Linked DNA regions of Mus musculus: region 2 is linked to region 1. A link is a contact called in public HiChIP or PLAC-seq data. All regions are on one chromosome and are shown on one strand. Each heading gives the region's core, a stretch centred on a gene start, on an enhancer-like site or on the middle of the called end of the contact. The rest is flanking DNA. Distances are from core to core; before and after follow the strand shown. Region 1 holds the start of Chrac1 (chromatin accessibility complex 1). Region 2 has its middle 17 kb from the start of Ago2.

Region 1 (4,939 bases), core at 380-2,879:
TTCAGTATTATCTCAGCTAGTACGTGATCAGAGAACTGTCTGCATAGTGATTAGGTCCTTAACACTAGAATGAAGCTTACAAAAAAAATGTGAATCCTAGCACCACACAGAAATAAGAGGAAGACCACCATGATCTTTTCCTTTTTTTTTGTTTTTTGTTTTTAAATAGGTTCTACTTTTTTGTTGTTGTTGTTGTTGTTTTTTTTTTTTTTTTTTTTTTTTTTTTTTGAGACAGGGTTTCTCTGTGTAGCCCTGGCTGTCCTGGAACTCACTCTGTAGACCAGGCTGGCCTTGAACTCAGAAATCCGCCTGCCTCTGCCTCCCAAGTGCTGGGATCAAAGTCATGCGCCACCATTGCCCAGCCACCACCATGATCTTAAGATGATTTAGAAATGAGACATGTATAGTTTACATGTAAATATACACCACTGTCTAAAAGGGGCTTGTTATCCTAAGATTTGTATTTGGCTTTGGAGGACCAATCCAAAGATACTGGGGAACTATTGTTATTTTATCAGGATCTACTTAAGGTTGACTCTATTGCAGTCACAAGATTTGTACCTTTGTCCCTAGTCCAAAATATTGTAAAAAAAAAAAAAAAAAAAAAAAAATGCCACGCACTGAATGAAGTTCTAGAAGCAGAGGCTGGAAAAGAAGGTAGAGCCAATAGTCATGGCTGGGTCTCAGAACAATAAGGTTCCCGGCCTACCACTATCGAAACCAAACTTTAAACCAGGAGTGGGGTCAGGAAATTTTAATCGCCGTACTCAGAAGGGCCAAGACCAAGGTGGCAGGGTGTGGTGGCACAAGCCTTAAACCCCAGCAACACTTGGTAGGCTGAGACAAGCAGATCTCTTTCGAGTTCAAGGTAATTCTGGTGGTTTACAGAGCTCCAGGATAGGGAAAACATACTGAGAGATGGCTGGAAATATAGAACAAAATAAGAAGACAAAGCGATGTGTGTTGGGAGGGGACTATGCGGTTATAATTTAACTTGTGACAGCGGATGTCTGCGTAAACTCTGACTACCTCCAGAGTCCTGAGGGCTGAAGAGCCCTAGACAGCCTTGCAAGCCGTCCTGGAAGCTTGGAGAACCTTCCCGCATCTTCCTGGGGGAAGTCAGAGTCAGCCCGACCTCCCGCACGACATAGACCCGCCTCAACTCGCGCACGCAGCCGAACCCTTAACTACGCGTGCGCGAGGCCCAGCGGGGAGTGACGCGGGAGGCGGGGCGCAGAGGACGCTGGGAGCCAGACGATCCTGCAGAGCGAAAGCGGCGCAGTGGGCGGAGCTGAGCCCGCGGGAGGGGAGGAGGAGGTGTGTAGCGCGCAGACGCAAGAGAAAGAGGCGCCGCGCGGCCCCCGCAGGGCAGCCAAAGGCCAAGGCGCGTGTGTGCGGAGCCCGAGGGGCGGTTGGTGCCCGCGCCCGCCCCTCTCGTCGCCCCGCCGGCCGCTCACCGTGGCCTTGGCCGTGAGCACCAGCGCCTCCTGGTTGATGCTCGACACCTCGGGAGAGCTCTTCATGATGACTCGGATGCGGGACAGGGGCAATGACACGAGCCGCTGGTCCCCGCACTTTTCCTTCCCCACGGCCGCGTCCGCCATCTTCCGCGTCCGTCCCGGGCGGCCCGTGATGCTTCGCGCGGCCGCGCCTGCGCAGACGCTGTGGAGCGCGGTGGCCCGAAAGCCTGGGAGCCGGCGCCCGGGAAAATCCCTCTCGGAAACGCCGGGGCAGTCTCCCGGAAGAAGCGCTCTCAGGCGTCCGAGTGCTTGCTCGGGCAGTCCCGAGCTGCACAGATTTGTCCTTTCAAAAACTGGAGAGATGTCTTAGGAGGTCATGTTCTGGAGGGAATCAAACGAACCATGGCAACAGTTTGGCCAGAGGAATAGGGAGGAAAGGCGGCCACTACCCATGTCTTTCTTGAGGCGTATGGGGATTAGCCTGCTAAGCAGACAGGTGAACTGAATGGTCCTAGAGTCTTCTGTAATCCCACCACAATGCCAAAAGGATCACCAAGAGTTCTAGCCAGCCTGGCCACACAAGGTCTTGTTGAAGAAGATGGGCCATGACTTTAGAATGAAGACTATTAGAAACATCCTATCAAGTGGTCTGGAGGGAGCGTCCAAGAATATCAGAAAGTGGGACTCCACGGCAGATGAAACCGTGAGACCGTGGACTTTTGCTTAGATGAGCTGTGGAGTAAACTTGGGAGAGTAAAGTTGATGTGGTCTGAAGAGAACAAAAACTCCTAAGATGGCACTAAATATAGTTGGAGGAACTAAATCGGCAGGGTTTTATAGATTGGATCATGTTTGGTTTTAGTGTCGTCATTACCGTAGTATATCCTAGTCCAATAAACATAAGATACAACTGTCCCTCAGTATCTATTGGGGGATTGGTTCTAAGATCCCCACACATACTGAAATTGTACATGCTGAAAAGTCTTTTTTTTTTTTTTTTTTTTTTTTTTGTGTGTGTGTGTGTGGTTTTTTGAGACAGGGTTTCTCTGTATGGCCCTGACTGTCCTGGAACTCACTTTGTAGACCAGGCTGGCCTCGAACTCAGAAATCCCCCTGCCTCTGCCTCCGGAGTGTGTGCGCCACCACGCCCGACAGAAAAGTCTTAAATACAAAAGACGACAACTGCATAACGCCTAGGCACATTCTCATACAATACCCATGTCTTCTTGATTAAGTGCTTCGTGAATGCCATATGAGTAGTTGCTGGACTGTTAGGGAACAATGATGAGAGATTTCTACATGTCCAGTCAGCAGGGATGGGTTTTGTTTTGTTTTGTTTTGTTTTTTTTCCTGAATACTTTGTATCCCAGGTTGTTTGAGACCATAGATGTAGAACTTATATCCAGTGTTAGTGTCAGGCACGAAGGCACAGTTGGTGAGCAAGCTAGCTGCGTGCTCTCAATAAGGCTATGTTCACCCAGATGTCTGGGGAAAGAATACCATTTCCAGTGGGAAGTGTCATAACTGGTAAGCTGGCCTCTGAGAAGTGATGTTTGTTCTCAGATCTGCAGCAAAGGAAAGCCGTTAGACAAGATGAGTTTTGCCTGCCTTTCACATGCTTCCTTTCACCCAAGTGAGGCAGACAAGCATAGGACTGTTTTAGGAAGCTAGGATGCCACTAGGCTTGGGCTGTGCACACTTCTGAACAATGCCACTAATAGCCTATGGTACCACTCTCCCCATCATGCACGGGAGGATTGGCACACAAACACACACCGCTCTGAACACTGGAATGTTTCTCCTCCACTTAGTTGGTATAAACTTAGATTCTATTTGGTTGTGTTCTAGTAATGAAAGGAGAAGGAGGCCAGCCAGAACTAGTTTGGAGTGCATGCATAATAAAGCAAACTGTCCTTAAAGTGAACTCTTAGGAAAACCCATTTTACCATCTTATTGCCTAGTTGCAACTGGGTGTGCATGCAGTTAAAAATCAAACATTATTGGAGGGCATGTAAGGTAGAAAAGTTGTAATCTGTCAAAATAGTGAATCACCCAAACTATACCCCCTTAGTAACTAGCTCCCCTCCCTTCAGATCTCTGAAGCTAGGGCAATAATAATGTGAGGCCCCTGAGTATCTTCACTGATGTGACCCACTGTTTTCTTGACCACACACTCCTAATCTGTATTGCTTTGCTTTGAATAAAGTTTCCCTATTTTGCAATCTGTCTTCTTTCTTTTTTGTTGTTTTCTAAGACAGGGTTTCTTCACATAGCCTTGGCTGTCCTGGAACTAGCTCTAGACCAGGCGGGTGTTGAACTCACGGAGATCCACCTGCCTCTGTCTCCTGAAGACTGGGATTAAAAGGCATGTGACATTGACCCTATCACCACCTGGTACCTTATAAATTAAATTTTAACCAGCAGCAAGCACAGGACATGGCCAGAAAACTAAAGAAATGCTGTGCAATTGCCCCTCAAGGGTTTTTGTTTTGGCTTGTCTCTTTAACTGATTGTTTTTGTACAGTTTGTTTTGAGTGGGTTTGGATTCAGGACGGGAGGAGATGGAATCAGGAAGATGTCTAGAGAGTTCAGAGAAATGAGAATTCCCAAAGAGCAGGGATGAGGGAATGTTGGGAGCCGCGCCCACATTCGCCGTTACAAGATGGCGCTGACAGCTGTGTTCTAAGTGGTAAACAAATAATCTGCGCATGTGCCAAGGGTATCTTATGACTACTTGTGCTCTGCCTTCCCCGTGACGTCAACTCGGCCGATGGGCTGCAGCCAATCAGGGAGTGACACGTCCGAGGCGAAGGAGAATGCTCCTTAAGAGGGACGGGGTTTCGTTTTCTCTCTCTCTTGCTTCTTGCTCTCTTGCTTCCTGCACCCTGGCTCCTGAAGATGTAAGAAATAAAGCTTTGCCGCAGAAGATTCTGGTCTGTGGTGTTCTTCCTGGCCGGTCGTGAGAACGCCTCTAATAACAATTGGTGCCGAATTCCGGGACGAGAAAAAACTCGGGACTGGCGCAAGGAAGATCCCTCATTCCAGAACCAGAACTGCGGGTCGCGGTAATAAAGGTTCCCGTAAAGCAGACTGTTAAGAAGGATTCAACTGTATGAATTCAGAACTTTTCAGCTGGGGAACGAGAGTACCAGTGAGTACAGCTTTACGAGGTAAGTCTGATCTTGAACTTTCTAACGAAATTCAAGACAGTCTATCAGAAGTAAAGTGGAAAATGTTTGGCCTTGAATTTTTTCTAGTGTTAGAAGCCCTTTTGTTCCTTTTCACATGTTATCAAGTGGTTAAGGCAGGGAGGATTCTAGATGAAATTCAGGACAAGCTATCAGAAGTAAAGTGGGGAGAGAGAGTAGGAACAAAGAGGAAATATGGTACACAAAATAAGTATACAGGCCTTTCCAAGGGTCTTGAACCCGAGGAAAAGTTAAGGTTAGGTAGGAATACCTGGAGAGAGATTAGAAGAA
Region 2 (4,884 bases), core at 950-3,449, 110 kb before region 1:
GGTCTTTTGAGACAAGGTTTCACTTTGTACCCCAGGCTAGCCTAGAACTCATGACAATCCTCATGCTAAGCCTCTCCAGTGTATAAGTAATAGGCATGAGTCACTATGTCTTGCTTTTATTCTGTCTCGATTCAAAAATGTAGACAGAGGAGCCCCTAGCACTTGGAAAGCAGAAGCAAGCAGATCACTGAGTTCAAGACCATCCTGGTCTACATAGGAAGTTCTAGGCCAACCAATGCTATATAATTGGACCTTGTCTAGAAAATTAAGTTGGGGTGGGGGGTGACCAGCTTGTCTAGTGAAGTCATGATTCTTTTTTTCTTTTTTTTTTTTTTAGAATTGTTTATTTTATGTATGTGAGTACACTGTAGCTGTCTTCAGACACACCAGAAGAGGGCATCAGATTCCATTACAGATGGTTGTGAGCCACCATGTGATTGCTGGGATTTGAACTCAGGACCTTCGCAAGAGCAGTCGGTGCTCTTAACCACTGAGCCATCTCTCCAGCCTGAAGTCATGATTCTTAGAGGATAACCTAAAACTGCCACTTTATTAAATGAATATAGTCTCTATTCTAAGCATTTTCCCAGATATATAGATTAATCCTTACCCTTCATCAAGGAAATTTCTCTATGCGACAATAGACAGAGACCATCACACACACACACACACCTGATCAAAGTGCAGAGTTGGGGCAGGGAGGATAGTCCCAACAGATAAATATAATAGAAGCCCTGCATGAAAGGCTCAGACTCAGATCACTACAGAAGAGGGTGCAGAAAGACTGAGAGCCAGAGCAGGGATTTCTCGTGGGGTTGTGTCTCCTAGGGATGTCAGAGAAGCTACACACATGAAGTCACTAACATGGCTACCTGAGCAAGGATGGCATCAGTGGACTTACCAACATGGATAGAGGGAAGACCACAAGGCCTCAACTCTAAACAGAGAATTTCAGGTAACCAAGGAATGCTGAGAGCAGGAGAAATAGTCCTGCAAGGAGAAAATATTCCTGCAAGTTAACTTAAAAACTGAACATGCCAGGCAGTGGTGGCACACACCTTTAATCCCAGCACTTGGGAGGCAGAGGCAGGCGGATTTCTGAGTTCGAGACCAGCCTGGTCTACAGAGTGAGTTCCAGGACAGCCAAGGCTATACAGAGAAACCCTGTCTCAAAAAACAAAAACAAAAAAACTGAACGCCTGCACGTGTTATACTTGTATATTTAAGTATAGACACACACGCATGCACGCACGCACACACACAGTCAGCCATTAAGGAAAAGCCATAAATTTGAGAAAGAATTCCCTTTGGATGTCTTCAGTATCTGATAATAGTCTGTCTATCCAGACTAGGAAGCTGTCTGTACATGCATCACTTTAAGGGAATTGCTAGGCTTTTCCTGATCTGAGCCACAAAGCCAGACCAAACAAAACTGGGCCTGGGAAAAGGCAGCTAGTGACACAGCCCCGGGGAGTGTGGAGCAAATGCTCAGGAAAACATGGAACTCCCAAGAGCAAACCCTTGTTCCTTTCTGGACATATGGCATTTAGGTCATCTGGAAAACGGACTAGGAATTGCCAGTCTTTTGCTCTGTTACTTCTGCGGAGTCCATTCTTTAAGACATCAATCATGAGCTAGGGGTGAGTCTCCATAGGGATGTTTATATAGCATGCATAAAAGAGGGTGTCCTTCACTTCATCCCTCAGAGGCTAGACTCTGTCCTTCTGACCTTCAATGCTCTAGATGCTGCCACATAAGCCAAGGAAACAAGAGTTGAGCTGAGCTCTCGGGCTGCAGCAGGGTGAGGGTTCACCACATTTAGCACCTTTGCCTCATTCCAACTTCCACTGCTCCCTTGATTTTCTTCTAACAGTCACAGGTGAGTATCAAACCATATACCCTGAAGAGAGACACCTTGGCTGTGAGATCCGGGAGGCAGGTGACTGGCCAGAGGACAGATGTGGAACAAGGAGCTGGCAGTGCCCTGCGGAAGCCCCTCAAAACCCTCACCAAATGGTTCTGGATTCTGAGCTGTATGGACAGGTGGAAAGTTCATCCGACCCTCAAGTCTTCAGATGAGTCTCCCTGATCCCGCCTGCCTGCCTGCCTGCCAAGACAGCAGCGACCTATGAAGGCAAACCACTTGCCTTGCCACCCAGTCAAGAGAAAGGAAAGCTCAAGTTGGCGAGCTTTCTAATTTGTATTCTGGACTTCACTGCCTTCCTGAATGGTGGCTGTGTTGTTTTGTTTGCTGACTTGTTCTTATGCAATGAGGGTTTTCCCCTTCTTTTTCTTAGCCTTCATTAGCACTTTTTAACCTTCAGAGTGGTGAAGCTTACAGATGTGAGCTAACCATACCTAGCTATAGGGCATTCCTTCTCCCCCCCTCCTACTCCTCCTCACCCACCTCCTTCTACACCTCCTCTCCCCCCTCCTCTTCTTCCTCTTTCTCCCCCTGCCTACTCTTTGTCCCCCTCCTCCTCTTTTTCTTCTTCTTCCTTTGATATAACAAAATAAAATATAAAATAAAACGAAAAACTATCACATCTGAGTTGTAGAAGATAAACCAGCAGCCCAAGAGAAGGCACAAGAATCAGACCCACTCATTTGCACACTCAGGAATTCCATAAAAACCACTAATCTGGAAGCCATAATGTATACATAGAAGACCTGACACAGACACGTACAGGCCCAGTGCATGCTACCTCAGTCTCTCTGAGCTCATATGAGCTTCACTTACGTTGATGAGGCCTTGTTTTCTTGGTTATCTTCCATTCCCTCTGGCTCTTATACTCTCATCTCCTTTCATTGAGTTTCCTGAGTCCTGAGGGGAAGGATTTGATGGAACACTTGACTCTAAATGAGATTGTTTTGAAGGTCTCACTCCCCAGTGTCTGTCTCTGGGTCTCCATTTTTGTTCCCATCTGCTGCAGGAGAAAGCTCTAATGATGGCTGAGCAAGAAAGGCACTTGTATCTGAGTATAGCTGTGTCACTATGACTCATTTCATTGCTTTGTGTTTTGTTTTAGAACACTAGTAGTTGGTTTTATCCTAGGTCTCTGAGCTATCTGGTCACAGGTTCTTGGCTACCCAAGCAGTGTTGAGTATGGTTCCATGTTAAGTGGGCCTTAAGTCAAATTAGATATTGGTTAGTAACTCCCACAAGCTTTGTGCCACCATTGCCCTAGCATGTCTTGTGATCACAGAGTTTATGGCTGACTTGGTGATTACGTTTTTCTTTTGGTGGTATGCAGAGTACCAGAAACACTAGAACGGGGTAAAGGCTCTATGTAGACACCAACTTGACTTCTCTATGTTCAATGAGGTGTCTAGGTGTTGTCATCAACACCTTGCTGGCAGTTTGTAGAGAGCAACCTATAGTCTTAGCAATAGCCTGAATTGTTTGGAAATTCCCATGGTAGCCCTTTAGCCAGCAACTCAATTGGATATAAGCAGTCCCAGTACTGGAAGCTTCATTTGGTGGCCAGTTGGGGCTCTGTCTCCCCCATTTTTTGGCAATTTCATTTAGATCATCTTTGTGTATGTATATGTGTTAGGAATCTTATACTGTACTAGGTTTCCATACTATCCTTCAAATGGCCTCAATTTATGTATATTTCCACCTGTGTTCCTCCTCATGTCCATCTCCTCTCCTGCTACCCACTTGATCCTCCTATTCCAGCCTCCCACCAATCCATCCATCCATCCATCCATCCATTTATCCATTCATCCATCCATCCATTCATCCATCCATCCATCCATCCATCCATTTATCCATAACTATTATATTTCTCTGTCCTAATGAGATCTACTTGTCCCCTTAGTTCCTTACTCTATACCTAACTTCTGTGGTTCTATAGATTGTATCTTAGTTATTATTGAACAGCTAATATTTACATATAAGTGAATACATACCATATTTATTTGGGTCTGCGTTATCTCAGGATTTTTTTTTCTAGTTCCATCCGTTTGCCAGCAAATTTTATGATGTTATTTTTTAATGGCTAAGTAATATTGCATTTTGTAAATGTACCACATTTTTTACCCATTCTTCTATTAAGGAATATTTAGGTTGTTTCCAATTTTTTGCTTTTATGAATAGAGCAATAATGATTATAGTTGAGCAAGTGTCTTGTGAGGTAGGATGAAGCATCCTTTGGGAATATGCCCAAGAGTGGTATAGCTGGATCATGAGGTAGATCAATTCTCATTTTGAGAAACCACCACACTGATTTCCATAGTGGCTATACAAGTTTGCACTCCTACCAGGAATGGATAAATGTTCCCCATATTCCACATCTTTGCCACCATGAGTTGTCACTTGTTTGCTTGCCTGCCTGCTTTTTTTTTTTTTTTTTTTTTTTTTCTGAGACAGGCCTTCTCTGTATAGTCCTTGCTATACTCTGCATCTTTGTCAGCATGAGCTGTCGCTGTGTGTGTGTGTGTGTGTGTGTGTGTGTGTGTGTGTGTGTGTGTGTGTATCATCTATCTGGTCAATTTGGTTGCTCTGAAGACCAGGTTGGCCTGGACTCACAGAGATTTGCCTGACTCCTCGGCCTCCCTCCTGAGTGCTGGAATTAAAGGTGTGTACCACGACAGCCCAGCAACTTGAGGTTTTCAGCCCTACAAGCCTTTCACTTTCTTGGTTTGAGTTACACCAAGATATTTTATATTTGAGGCTACTGTGAAAGGTGTTTTTTCCCTGATTTTTTTCTCAGTTTGTTTGTCATTTGTATACATTTGTTTTATGAGTTAATTTTGTATCCAGTGACTTTGCTGAAAGTGCTTATCAACTGAAGGAGTTTTCCAATGATATTTTTATACACTTATATATATAATTATATCACTATAAATAAAGATACTTTGACTTCTTCCTTTCTAGTT

Evidence for each region. HiChIP or PLAC-seq counts read pairs in DNA pulled down with a chosen protein or histone mark.
Region 2: an H3K4me3 HiChIP or PLAC-seq map of neural progenitor cells shows a contact between it and region 1, with 4 times the contacts expected there. The contact joins the enhancer-like site here to the promoter of Chrac1 in region 1. A contact is called at or near these places in 1 of 39 promoter capture datasets (macrophages), 1 of 15 datasets of contacts at CTCF or cohesin (the NIH/3T3 cell line), 1 of 484 Hi-C or Micro-C datasets (bone marrow-derived macrophages), 17 of 115 datasets of contacts at active chromatin or transcription factors (the 230-238 cell line, the SCID.adh cell line, bone marrow-derived macrophages and 13 more) and 4 of 9 other capture datasets (adipose tissue, liver, macrophages and 1 more).

Annotation. Positions count from the first base shown.
Region 1 is chr15:73,087,102-73,092,040 of GRCm38.p6, reverse strand. Chrac1 (chromatin accessibility complex 1) reads right to left here and starts at 1,629. Exons shown (of 3, transcript NM_053068.3): 1 at 1,458-1,629. The coding sequence starts at 1,604.
Region 2 is chr15:73,199,451-73,204,334 of GRCm38.p6, reverse strand. No RefSeq gene overlaps it. Among named protein-coding and RNA genes, the nearest start is that of Ago2, 17 kb to the right of the region's middle. Within about 2 kb of position 2,199, at least 28 of the 459 cell types and tissues checked have an H3K27ac peak or open chromatin away from gene starts, as enhancers often do. A contact at or near this core is called in epiblast stem cells, neural progenitor cells and stem cell-derived neural progenitor cells, where this site is marked.